Regions from separate parts of the Mus musculus genome. Here all the other regions are linked to region 1. Evidence: chromatin contacts called from public HiChIP or PLAC-seq and promoter capture Hi-C data. All regions are on one chromosome and are shown on one strand. Each heading gives the region's core, a stretch centred on a gene start, on an enhancer-like site or on the middle of the called end of the contact. The rest is flanking DNA. Distances are from core to core; before and after follow the strand shown.

Evidence for each region. Promoter capture Hi-C pulls out the DNA fragments that hold promoters and counts their contacts. HiChIP or PLAC-seq counts read pairs in DNA pulled down with a chosen protein or histone mark.
Region 2: an HNF4G HiChIP or PLAC-seq map of pancreatic cancer cells shows a contact between it and region 1. The contact joins the promoter of Atad2 here to the promoter of Mtss1 in region 1. A contact is called at or near these places in 3 of 39 promoter capture datasets (the C10 cell line, cranial neural crest and pre-B cells), 1 of 115 datasets of contacts at active chromatin or transcription factors (pancreatic cancer cells) and 1 of 9 other capture datasets (adipose tissue).
Region 3: a promoter capture Hi-C map of pre-B cells shows a contact between it and region 1, with 3 times the contacts expected there. The contact joins the enhancer-like site here to the promoter of Mtss1 in region 1. A contact is called at or near these places in 2 of 39 promoter capture datasets (cranial neural crest and pre-B cells), 1 of 484 Hi-C or Micro-C datasets (cerebellum), 1 of 115 datasets of contacts at active chromatin or transcription factors (pancreatic cancer cells) and 1 of 9 other capture datasets (adipose tissue).
Region 4: a FOXA1 HiChIP or PLAC-seq map of pancreatic cancer cells shows a contact between it and region 1. The contact joins the enhancer-like site here to the promoter of Mtss1 in region 1. A contact is called at or near these places in 5 of 39 promoter capture datasets (the C10 cell line, embryonic stem cells and liver), 5 of 484 Hi-C or Micro-C datasets (CD4 T cells, cerebellar granule neurons, embryonic stem cells and 2 more) and 2 of 115 datasets of contacts at active chromatin or transcription factors (embryonic forebrain and pancreatic cancer cells).

Annotation. Positions count from the first base shown.
Region 1 is chr15:59,080,375-59,083,555 of GRCm38.p6, forward strand. It overlaps Mtss1 (MTSS I-BAR domain containing 1), which reads right to left and starts at 1,652. Exons shown (of 15, transcript NM_144800.2): 1 at 1,082-1,652. The coding sequence starts at 1,153.
Region 2 is chr15:58,133,617-58,136,797 of GRCm38.p6, forward strand. Atad2 (ATPase family, AAA domain containing 2) reads right to left here and starts at 1,466. Exons shown (of 28, transcript NM_027435.2): 1 at 1,191-1,466. The coding sequence starts at 1,358.
Region 3 is chr15:59,824,636-59,827,816 of GRCm38.p6, forward strand. It overlaps Gm36819 (a long non-coding RNA gene), which reads left to right. Exons shown (of 3, transcript XR_384128.2): 2 at 2,487-2,556. Among named protein-coding and RNA genes, the nearest start is that of Gm36819, 2.8 kb to the left of the region's middle. Within about 2 kb of position 1,661, at least 42 of the 459 cell types and tissues checked have an H3K27ac peak or open chromatin away from gene starts, as enhancers often do. A contact at or near this core is called in cerebellum and pre-B cells, where this site is marked.
Region 4 is chr15:59,661,207-59,664,387 of GRCm38.p6, forward strand. No RefSeq gene overlaps it. Among named protein-coding and RNA genes, the nearest start is that of Trib1, 14 kb to the left of the region's middle. Within about 2 kb of position 1,470, at least 31 of the 459 cell types and tissues checked have an H3K27ac peak or open chromatin away from gene starts, as enhancers often do. A contact at or near this core is called in liver and pancreatic cancer cells, where this site is marked.

The sequences.
Region 1 (3,181 bases), core at 402-2,901:
CTGTCCACACCCACTCGCCAACACAGCTTTCCAAACCTGCCCACTCTTTTGGAAGCCGAGCGCTTAATTAAACACCACCTCCCCGGATCTGTTGAGGCAGACTGGGGCTGGCCTCGAGCCAAAGAGAAGCTCCCTAAATACACTGGAAAAAAATGCCCCCCACTACCGCCCCCAATTCCCACTTCCAGGCAGCTCCTGGAACTGCTTCTATCTTATTAGGGTGGGTAACCTAAGTCACGGTGTACCTCTGAGCACCAGAAAACCCACAATCGAGGATCAGGTTATCTCCAGTCCCACCCTTTGCAGGAAAAGGCTAGGGTTGTTCCCCGCCCCCAACACACTCGCGCGCACTCACACGCACACACAATCCTTCCCAGAGAAGAGTGGGGTGTGGATGTGTGTTTGAGAGAGCTGGGTATAGTAGTTTTGGAAACCTCAACCTTGCCTTCCTGTTGTGAGCCTCTCAGGCTCGGGGTCCCTGGGAACTTCTGCGCCAAGCCCCGGGGGAGGGTATGGGGAATGCAAGGAACACCATCAGCAGCTCTGGAACAGACTAATTAATAACTAATTTGCTCAGATTCCCCTACTCCAGGTAGACCTGAAAGCCAAGCTTGTAACAACCCTGCCACCCAATCTCCCAGGCCGGAAGACTCTTTCCTGCAGCCAAGCAGGGGCCCCCACTACCGCTCCACCACCGCGCCAAGCACTCCACCCCAAACCCAGGGAGTCAGGTGTCCTCCAGGGCGTCCATCCTCCACGGGTCGCAGACACTCAGTCCAGGGACAGACAATGGAAAACTTGGAACTAGGGCCCTAAACCCCCAAAGGAACAAGATGGTGTCGCCCCCTGGGATTATGAATGCAGGGGTTGGTAAGTGGCATCAGACTCTCCCCCACTAGCCCCCGGGAAGTCGCCTGCCCAGTGACCCAGCACAGCCGGAGCAGTGCGGCGGGTAAGAAGGTGACACCCGGGTCGCCAGAGCTCCCGCAGGTGGCCGGCAGCGCCGGCGAGGGCCAGGCCGGCCGCGGTGGAGGGGAAGCCCCGCGGCGAGGTCAGAGCAGCCGCGCCCCCAGCGTCCTACCTTCATGTCGCTGATGATGGTCTGGAAGAGGCCTCCAAGCGCGCTGCATTCCTTCTCGATCACAGCCTCCATTTTCCCGGCGCGGCGGGGACAGGACACGCTCTCGGGGCGGCTGCACTGCGCACGGGGCCGGGCTCGCTCAGCCCGGGAGCGGTTTCACCCTGGGAGCGACCTACCTCCGGCTCGCCGCCGGTTTTGCAGAGAGCACGCGGTGCTCGCAATTTACTGCACTCTGCCCCCCCAAGTCCCAATCCAAGACGCCCAGCCGCTCCGGAGGGCGAGTCACCTATGTGCAGTGCTCGGCTCCTGGTCTCAAAAATGCCCGGAGAAGACTGACAATCAAGCCACCAAGAGTGCCCACGACGGAAAAGGCGAAGCCCATCTTGGTGCAGAGAAAACCGCCCGCTGACCCGGGGCCAGCGCCATTTACGAAAAAAAAAAAAATGTCTTCCAAATATAATTTTTTTCTGAAACTCCAAAATAAAGAAAGAGAGAACGAAAAAGGGCAGCAGCAGACGAGGTCAGCTCGCGTCGCCCGGATCTGTTGCTCGCAGACGCGGCCGCCGCCTCCTTTTTACTCCTGTGCGCCCGGCCCCGCGCTCGCTCTGGCGGTGCTCCCGGGGATGTTGCGAGGAGCGCACGCGCGCTCGCGACCGTCTGGCGCGGGAGCGCGGGGGAGGCGCGCGCCCGCGGCTCGTGCGTGAGCCGCCCGAGGGCGGGGCTGGGAGCGCGCGCTGGCTGAGAGGCGTGCAGAGCGCCTGCTGCAAGGAGGAGCTGGCGGGAGGGTAGGCGAGCCCGGTGTGCGTCTCCCGGACGTTCAGAGCGCCTCGTGCGGCGAGGGTCTCTGAGTGGAGAGGGCGAGTGAGCGCCCAGCCGCCCACAATGGCAGCTAGCGTGCAGGGAAGCCGCGCTGCACCTCCGGCCCCGCCCCTCGAGGGACCTGCAAGGTCGGCACGTTGAGCGCTGCGCCCCGCACCTGGTGAGCGACCAGTGAGGCGGGAAAGCTGTTACTGCTGTCGCTGCTGCAGCCTCTGGAGAAGAGGCCTCTTCGATGATGTCAGGACTGCAACGCCCGAGTCACGGCTGCAGGGAGCCAGCTACAAGATTAGGGAGAGTCTGGGAAGAGTATCCTGCGGTGGGATGCTGAGTTCCAGAAAGTTGCAGGGCGCTAGATTGATCTGCTGAGGCTGAGCGAACGCAAAGGGCATCAGGGTTCCTAATCACTTGCCCATCTGTCTGTACAGATCGTTGGCTGCATATGGCTGGAATGCTGATGGTTTTCCAGCCAGGGTTGCCATAGCCACAGAAAACCCCCTTGAGAAGTTTTTAAAAAGGGCACCAAAGACTGAGGTGGGCTTGATAAATGTGTCCCTAGCATCTCTGCCTAACTCCGTAGCCAGGAGCACTTATTCTGACGTCTTCCGGTGTCTGGTAGGGGATCAAATGGGCAACTTGTAAACGATCTTAAAGCACCTAATTGAACCGTTTGCAAGAGTCAACGGAACCCGTGTCGAGCTTGACCAAAAGGATCCTGTCAAATGCTGTAGTCCCAATTAACTCAGTTTAGTAAGTCATTCTTTCAACACTGATCAAAAGAATGTAGGGAACTCTGCACAGAACACTGATGTTTGTATTTTCCTTCAGGTCACTCTCCCTGACATCTGGAGAGGCCAAACCTTCTGTAAGTCACTTCTGTGCAGCAACCCTGCTGCTTCCGGCCCTTAAGGAGATTCAGTTGCAAATACCTCACCTGCACCTTGCCCATATTAGTACTTGACACGTGCTGTGTTCTCCGGAATTGTTTTTTTTTATGTTAATGTCGCTGTTATTATAATGATCCAAGTCACGGGACTGGCTGGTACAAGCTCCATTTTACAACCCATGAACCCTGTGGCCTTGAGTAAGTTATCTGAGCCCTCTGGGCCACAGTGTTCTCCTTGGTAACCAGGAGTGATGGTGGTACTTACCTGATAGCTGTCTTAAGCATTGCACGAGCTAATAAGTGAAAATGCTTCAAGTGGTATTTGATACAAGGGAAGTCAACACTCAGGAAATCCTCAATAAAAGTAGGCCAGGCCAAGAATCAAGTGCAATCTAGCT
Region 2 (3,181 bases), core at 216-2,715, 950 kb before region 1:
CACGCCTTTGATACCAGCACTCAGGAGGCAGAAGCAAGCGGATTTCTGAGTTCGAGGCCAGCCTGGTCTACAAAGTGAGTTCCAGGACAGCCAGGGCTACACAGAGAAACCCTGTCTCAAAAAAAAAAAAAAAAAAAAAAAAAAAAAAAAAAAAACCAAACCAAAACAAAGCAAACAAACGAAGACTGTTTCATCCCAGTCCCCAAGGAAGCTACGTCTGTCTACAAGTGATTCACTTTATATAGTGCCAATACAAGATTAGGGTTGTCTGAACTAAGTGGACACTGCTGTGTCACTCCCAGCGCAGCGCTCCTGATCAGACTTCCAGTCTCCTGACCAGCTACGCGTCTGTTTTCCTACTCCCTCACTGCAACCGGACCATCACTACCGGTTTCGGAAACTTTAGTGTTTCTTCCTCAACCTCAACCTTTTTGGTGAACGCTGTCCCCGCTGTCCCCCTTCCACCACCGCCGAAGCCGGGCGATGTGTAATCTCTCCGCACTGGTCCCAGTGATGGGCAAGAAGCATTTGCAAACCTCCCACTACAGAGACTGTAAATGCAGCATGAAGCTGCCAGAAAAGGAAAGCTGTGGGAGGCACAAAAAACCGAAGTTCCAATTCCAGAACTGTCTACCACTCTCTGTTTACCTTTCTGGAGCCCATGTCTTCATCTGTCACACCGATAACCACCAACCAGAAGGTCCTCTAAGGCTTGTCAAGAGACTTAAAGTGCAACCACGCAATGTCGCCGTTCGTCCCTCCATATTATGCAACCTGATATTTTACTTCGCTTGAGTCTCACGATGGAACCTCCCTGGACCGTACATGGAGGTCAGTGGACTCTTTACTGTCTGGGCCCACAACTCAAGATGCTCCCGTGCACGCGCTCCAGCAGTCAGGGGGTTCGCACTCCCCTGACTGACGCGACCCGGGGAAGGAACCGGGAAGGAGGTGATGGGGGGAGCACAAGGTCGGCCCAAAGCTCCTCCGCTCGGCCCTACGCAGCGCTTCGGCTCTAGGTTTCCTCTTGCGTAGAAAGAGGTGGCGACCAACTTGCTCTGCCCGCTTCCAGCCAGTTCTGTCTTTCCAGAACCTTCCACCTCGCTGGTCCACGACAGCCCACTACCCCAGAGCGGGGCGCGCGTCTCCAACCCGGGGCCCAAAGCTCCCCGCCCTAGGTCGGTACTCACGCCCGCCGCCTTGGACGCCGTCGATTTCCTCCCGGCTCGGCGCAATCTGGGCCGCCTCCCGCCGCTGTCCTGCAGGCTGAGGAACTCACTGGACAGGTCCAGAGAGTCGGTGGCCGAGGAGGTGGTGGAGCGACTGTGCAGCTCCAGGCTGCTGCGGAGGACCACCATGGTGCCCCGCTTGCAGAAGCCGGAACCCGAGGCGGGGGAAGTGGAGAACCTGGCTCCGGAGGAGGCTGCTCAGGCGCTCACGCGCTCTGAATTCTGGCGCCACAAACTGCGCGCCCAGCGGCCGCAGCGTACGCGCGCCGAATCCCTCCGCCGCCGGCCACGCCTCCTGACCCCACCCCCAGATCGACGAACCCGAAATTCTCCTCCAATCCGAAGAGCGCGGGAACCGGAGCCGACGCGAACCGAGGCGCCAGCGAACCGCGTCGAGCCCCCTCACAGGAATTTGCGACGTCGTTCTTCCAGCTGTAGTTCCGGCTCTCCGCCCTCAGTGGAAGGAGACGGAGAGAGCGGTGCAGCGTCTTGTTTGGAATTTTGGCGCGTGGAGGCGGAAGGGCCCTTTGGCTCCCTGCCGGCGGCTTCCCGCCATCTAGGCTTCAAACGCCAGAAAAAAAAGGTCCTTAAACCAAGCACTTTGCCTCCGATAGGTTTGACTTTGAGACTTGAAGAGGTTTTTATTGATGAACTAACAAAAATAAACTGCACGAAAGAAAGAAAATATAATGGTCCTTAAAGACAGCTAAAAGAACTGGCAACAGCTATTGGGATAGAATGAGTCATATAAACTTACCCGGGATTAAAAAAAAAAAAAGCTAACTTGTAAAGTAATTACGACATAAAGTTAATGGCCAGTCACCTTATAAATGATCAAATTCTTTCCTGTGCTCAGAATGGTTTGTAGTCGTGCTAGGTACAAATGTAATTCATTTACAGAGACAAGCTTTTGCTGTGTCTATTTTGTCAAGGTTAAGCGTAAAAAAAGTAATTAAATGCAACATTTTTTTTTTAATTAGGGGTATACATAATAGATTATATGATGGCTCTCAAACCCCTCAAAGAGATCTGCTGACTGACATTTTTATTTTATTTATTTACTTATTTATTTATTTTTTTTTTGTTTTGTTTTGTTTTTCGGGACAGGGTTTCTCTGTATAACCCTGGCTGTCCTGGAACTCACTCTGTAGACCAGGCTTGGCCTCGAACTCAGAAATCTGCCTGTCTCTGCCTCCCAAGTGCTGGGATTAAAGGCGTGTGCCACCACGCCCGGCTTCTGACTGACATTTTAAGGTGTTTCATGAAAATGGCTTCCCCCGGCAGACAATACCAGCTCTGCTAGCCTCAGCTGAGGAAGATGAGCAGTAACAGACTCCACCTGGACCTGCTTCCCAGATGCTAACTGGCCACTTGGCAAAGAACTACCCCATCCCTCACCCACTGCCAGAGCCCAGTCCAAACTGTGGACACGGGTTGACTGCTCTACCCTGCCTTGCAAAGGTACCTCAGCTCCCCAGAATTCCTCCTCCGCAGAAAAATCTCTCAGACCTTCTGGGTCTGACATAAGGCCGATGATAGGACCCTCTGTGGCAGCTGGTGGTGGAAGACTGACAACCTCTGCCCCAAACAAAGCCATCAAGATCACCATGGAGTAGCCCAGGGTGGCTGTCTACGTAACAGATAAATCACCTCTGTCATTCTTAATTGATACAGAGGCCATTTGGCATTAAAAATAAATAAATAAAAAGCTTTGTTAAACAAGAGATATAAATGTCCCAATTCAATAGGAACAGATTCCATTGAACTTCTAACCTTTCCAGCCCTGGCCCATTTTGATTTGAGGTACTCTCTTAATAAACAGTTTCTGTAGCTGGCAGTGGTGGTTCATTCACGCCTTTAATCCCAGCACTCAGGAGGCAGAGGCAGGTGGATCTCATGAGTAGTAGGCCAGCCTGGTTTATAAGACTACACACAAAAAAAACTTTTTTCTA
Region 3 (3,181 bases), core at 411-2,910, 740 kb after region 1:
TTGAGTCTCAGCTGGCTCTGATTTGCAGGCGGCTGGAAGGAGACTTCTGGGGTGAGGGCAATCGTGGGGTGCTTCAGACATGGCCTTCAGGGAGAGCTTCACAAAATACTCCTTGCATGAGCTCTGGCTTCAGTGCAGCTAAGGGACAAGTCTAGCGCTGCTCTCTAAAGCCATTGAGGCCAACCAGTGGGTCCTAGAACACTGGAGAGGGTGGTTCCTGGTGGCCTGCATCCCGGGACCACAGTCATGCAATATAGCTTACACCTATACCTATATCATATCGATTATTATGTATGTACACATAAATGTACATGCACACAATTTTTATTATGTAGAGTGTATATTTTCAAAGTCTCTTATGTGCTACTGTTTGTATATGGTCCCCAGGTAGGTTCTTGAAGAACATCCTCAGCTATTCATGAACTTCAGCAGTGGTGTGAAATTTGGGCTAGCACACATCTATGCTCCTGGGGATGTAGAGCAAGGCTTCTCATTTTAGTTCATACTGTAAAAACACTTTTTCAACTCACTTTTTCAGTGAATGTGAGATAAATTTCATACAGCCTGAGACAGCGCTGTTGCCTGTGAAATCAGCGTGAACGCATCCAGTCTATTAAGTAAGATGCTGCTCACAAAAACACATAAAATAAGGATGCGTTTGGACGGTTGATGAAATGATACGAGCAGAAGCTATGAAAAGCCTAACCCTCTGTTTCCCCTCGGAGCAATGGTTTAATAACTAAAATATCCATGGCAGTTCTATGGAACAAAACTACCATGAGAAATAGTTGACGGCACTTGTACTTTTCAATGTGTGTCCTTGGATGCTCATAACTGCGTGGATATGTATATTGATGGGTCTTCTCTCTAAGCTGGCATGGAGTGTATAACAAGCATGCTTAGCTGGTTAACTCACACTTTCAAGAGATGAGTGAACCTCCCAGCACAGGGAATCGTGAGAAGCTTTCCTAGTTCTCATTAGTCACAGAGCAAGCCTCACTCTCAGTTCAGCCATCCCTCTGCTGCCTATGTTTGAGCAAATGCCCTGAACTTTTCCTTGGCTGATGCGGACACACTTGACTTTAAAACCCTCACAAACCCTGTTTAAATACAAGCTTACAACCTGCAGAGATGGATGCCACGCTGTGTCCCCTTGTGGCATCACAAGACTCACGAGAAACTTTAAATCAGAGAGGGTGGCTCCCCTCTGCCATATCTGTGATGCAGTTGACCATTTCTTGCATTTGATGGGTGAGTTTGGCTTTTGTGGTAGAGGTGGCGATGGTACACTGTTCAGTGGGTCTTCTTCGGGACCCCTTTGTGAGAACACCAGAACTGAGGTCCCGTAATGGCTCTGGGTGAGGACGTGAGGAAGTCTGGGGCTGAGCCTTGGCCTCTGCAGGCTGAGGCAAGAGGCAAGCTCTGCTCTTTGCATCTGTGTTCTGGTTAGCCTTCTCCCTGAGGTCATGCCAAGCCTCTCCAGTGCATTTCTGAGAAATGTACCAGGAGCCAGAAAGCCCCCTCAGAATTTCACTGGGTTAGGGAGGGAGAAATAACCTCTTAGGTTACCAGGGCGATGACCATACAGAGCCCAAGAGAGTGGCTTCTTTGACCTTGCTGGGGACAGGTGGTTCTGGAGGGGAGCATCTGGGTGTTCTCTGGCTTCTGTCGCTGAGGGCAGACTCCTAACAGGCCTTGGTTGGTCAGTGGAGCGAGAGGGAGCACTGAGGCTGAAGAAACCAGAGGTTGGCAGTCATCCCACATAAACACGCTCTGTCGCTATGAATTATTTCCACGGTCTGTGGACGCTGGGCAGAATCTTCGACAGGCTCATTAATAAGAACCCAGAGGGTCTTGCTCTGGTGGCCCAGATTCCTTGGGGTTGGGGGTGCATGGAAGAGTGGGTGGGACATTTCCTTTTCCTCAGAGTCCCTCCCTCCCCCCACAGATTAGAAATTTGGTGTGCTTTCCTTCCCCAGGAGCATTTTTAGAGCGCTGCAGTCTCCTTGGGAAGAGGCTCTTGAAGGCTGTGTTTCACACATGGTCTCAGTGTCCTGACAGAGCAGATCCGTTTCCCAAGCTTCTCCATGGATACCCTGTCTTCTGCCCCCGACCTCTGTATCACATGCCTTCTCTGTTTGAACTCTTTGTTAGCATCCTTGAAAAAAAAAAAGTCATGTGTCATGCTCTCTGCAGTTTCCACTCCCCAGGGAAGGCTTGGGGCTTATTCCTTGCGCTACCATGGCTCTGTGTAGTAACTTGTGACCTGCAACCTAGCCATTCCCCAAGAGAGCTTGCGTTTCTTCAAACGCAATGCAAGGATCATGGCAATTCATTCCTTAAAAGCTTTGTGTTGGGACAAATACAACCCCAGCCTCACGCAGGCCTGGGGCTGGTGAGTCACATGACAGAAGCCAGCTCTTTATGATTTTTAAAAATATACTGTGGTTCTCATTTTCACACCATTGAAACTACTTGTTGTCTAGGACCCACTCTCTTGAGACTGGCTCATTGGAGTAGAGGACCCTGTCCTTCTGTCTGGCTCTGCCATCCTGGGTAAGTCTCCTTCACAGACTCAGTTTCCCCATCTGCTGATGGTGGTACTCAGCTCTCTACAGAGATCAAGTGATCACAACCAAAGAACACTTGGGATGTGAATGTGAGGAATGGTGTACAATGGTCTTTTGCCTTAATTTTCTAGCGTTTGAGTCTTCTTTACCCTGGATGGCTCTGTGCATCCTTCTTAGCAGCAGGATCTCTGGCCTGAAGGCCAGCCAAGCCTCCAGGACCTCTCATCTGTTGAACACTGAGCAGGCAGCCATGTGCCCAGAGGTGCTCAGTATATGAAGAGTAAACTGCACGGTAAAAGCCATGCATTTACAGAGCATGGTCATGCCACAGAAGCTGGATATGGAAAGATGGCAGCTCTATATGCATATGTAAGGTCAAAGCCCACAAAAGGCCTAGCAAAGGGCAGGGTGATCGTAATGCAGCCGCTGCATTATTCATTCAGAAAGGCAACCGTTGCTCTCTGGCTTTGGGAGACGAGGGGGAGAGTAAACAGACATGGGTCCTTGAAGGGACACAGTTGAACAGCTTAGGGACTGACCTGACTGGGGCAACAGGGAATAAAAGAAAGCAGGCACAAAGGCACAGGCGCAGGAAAGCTGGGACCAGGTGG
Region 4 (3,181 bases), core at 220-2,719, 580 kb after region 1:
GGGATGGAAGCAGTCACGTTGAGAGCAGTCTGGGCTACATAGCTAGTTCCAGCCCAGGAAGGTCTACATCGTGAGACCTGTCTCAGGCAAGAACACATAAAAAAAAAAAAAAAAAAAAAAAAAAAAAAAAAAAAGGTGAACCCAAGAAACAAAAACAAGGCGATGAAAAGAGAGAACCAACTTATTGCTTGCACTTAAACACACACACATGGGCACAAATAAATAATACAAAGCACTAGGAAGATGGCTCAGTGGGTTAGAGTGCTTGGTATACAAGCAGGGTTTGACTCCACAGCCCAAACAAACAAACAAACAAACAAACAAACAAACGAGCATAGTGTGCTTTCCCTAACCCCAGCACTGGGGGTGGAGACAAGCAGATCCTGGGCGCTCTATGGCAAGCCAGTATAGCCAAAATGGTAAGCTTTGCGTTTAGTAAGAGACCCTGTCTCAAGACAATAAGGCCAAGAGCATCTTCCTCTGCATGATTGTGCATGGATATATGTACTTGCTTGCTTACATGCATGAACACCCTTTGAACACATGAAAAAGAGAAATAAAATAAAGAGGAGGAGGTGGTGATGGAAGAGAAGGTGGAGGAGAAGGAGGAGAAAACAGGAGCATCAGAAGAAACAATCAATCCTTGCTTGCCTGTGTATTTGTAGCTGCTTATAGATTGTATCAGTTTGTCTCCTCAAGGAGCCAGATGGAGGAAATGTGGTGCTGAGACCCAAGACTGAAAAGAGGCTAGAGCAGAGGTTCTCAACCTGTGGGTCGTGACCCCCTGGGGGAGGGTCGATGACTCACAGGGGTTGTCTAAGACCATGGGAAAACACAGAGATTTACATTATGAATCATAACAGTAACACCGTTGCAGTTATGAAGCAGCAATAAAAATGATTTTATGGTATGGGTTCACAGCAACGCTAGGCTCTGCAGTAAAGGGTGGCAGCATTAGGAAGGCGGAGAACCACTCAGCTAGAGTCTCACATGGTGAGATGTCAGGTCAGGCTTTCAGGTTTGAGAACTCTGCCCTTTTCTGCTTGGTTCTAACTTGCTAGACCAGCAAGACTACATCTTTTCATCTTTTTTTTTTTTGAGCAGCTGATTTTGTTGATGTTTTTCATACTGAGTTCCAGGACACCAGAGGTATACAGTGAGATCCTGTCTAGAAGGAAAATAAAAAATAAAAAAATATAAAAATTTAAAAAAAGGTTTAGTTTACACTTTTCTGGTTTTCAGCCAGGGGATACCAAGACCTGAGGCCCAGAAGTCATAGCCGAGTACAAGCCGCTTCTGGGCTCTCTTGAGGGGGCTAGTTGGTGGGTTGCCATTGGGTTGACCTTGTAGAATGGATCTAGAGACAGATGAGGTGGCACCTCCTTTTGCTTTGTCAGTCAGAGCCTTTCTGCTCCAGTACTTTGGTCTGACCTTTGGATTGGATTGGTGACTACAGCAATGACTCCTCGTGTCCTTTTCTAGTCACGGAGCTCCTGCCCTGGCCCAGTCCTGGGCTTGGTGGCCAGCCCCCTGTGCACACTCATTCTTGCTTCATTAGCTTGCTGGCCAAGGTTGGTGTGACCCAAGAGCAGACTTGCCTTAGCACCAAGAGGAAGGAGTCTGGCCTGGGTATGAGGGCTCAGAGGTCTTTCTCATCGTGACTCTGGCTTGAGGGCTTGCTGTGTTTCTAGGAAGTGATGGCATCACAGAGCACACTCCCAGTTTTAGGACTGAAGAAGGGAGACATATAACTAGAGAAGCCAGCCAAAGCTCAATTTGTGTGTGTGTGTGTGTGTGTGTATGCATGCGTGCATTTTCTCCTCTTTCCTCCCTCCCTCTCTTCCCCCTCTCCCTCCCTCCCTCTCTCCCTCCCTCCCTTCCTCCCTTCCCTCCTTCTTCCTCCCCCTCCTTTCTCCTTTTCTCTCCCTCCTTTCTTCCTTCCTTTCCCCTTCTTCCTTCCCTCCCTCCTCCTCCCCTCTGCCTTCCTCTCTTTTTCCCCCTCTCTCCTCCTTTTTCTTCTTTTCCCTCTCCCTATCCTTCTTTCTCTCTCCCCTCATTCCCACCCCCTCTTTCTCTCATAGTCTGACAGTGTAGCTCAGACCACTGTATCTGTTAGCATTCCTTATATAGTTCTGTCTGGTCTTGAATTCTCAGCATCCTCCTGGCTCAAACCATCAGACCTCTCTGAGTGGCTGTGGCATGGGTGGGGTACTTGACACCCTGACACTGGAAATGAAGAATGTATTTGGTCTTTTGGGTTAGGGAAAGAGTGTGAGTTTCCTGGATCTGTCTCTAGCTACCCCAGGACTTGGAGAAGTCATGCAAAGTATCTGTGCCACAAGTTTGACTGCCTCTCTGGCAGGGCAATGCCTGGGAGGCTATAGGATGGATTTTTGCAGTCCAAGTCTCTGAATGGCAGGCTCAAAATCCAGACAATCCCAAGCAAGGCTAGAAGACAAGCAGACTTGGACTTGAACCCCAGATACATGCTTATTTGTTTTGTGGACTTTAACAGGTTGCAATACTTCTCTGGACCGCCTTTTCCTCACTATAATATGGGTGTGTGGTGATGAGGAAGGCCACTGTCACACTCCCTCTTTCTTTCTTTCTGAGCTCGAAGCTTTGCCAGATCTGAAGTGCTGGTGCTCTTCATTAGCTTGAAAGGATGGCTGTGGTGGGGAGCAGAGCCCATTGGTCGCCATGACCCACAGGTCAGCCATGTAGTATCTCAGGCTTGTCTAACCACATGTAGTCATTAGCACCTTCCTGGTCTCAGAACACACCCCGCCTCTGGCAGAAGATGGAGACTGGGGTCCCCAGCTCTCAGCTTGTGTCTGACTCACAAGCAGACCAGGAAAGTGGGGTTCAGACTCATCATAACCTCAGGTTCTACTGAGGCAGAGAGGCCTGGACTCACAGAGGCTCACAATGTGGGGTGTGCCACCACCCACCTCAAGTTTAGCCTCCTTATCCTTGAGATGGGTAATACGAATTCATAAAGTATTTTCCAAATGGTTAAAAACGTGTGGTTCAATCCGTGTTGCTTATCAGTAGCAGATCACTAAAGCCCAGTGTTCAGTCTACCAAAACTACCCAGTGATAATGTGTCCATGTCAAGTCCATGCTCGGGATGCTGAGGCAGGGGGATCTCTTGAGCTTTGAATCCAGGTGTTCCTGACTT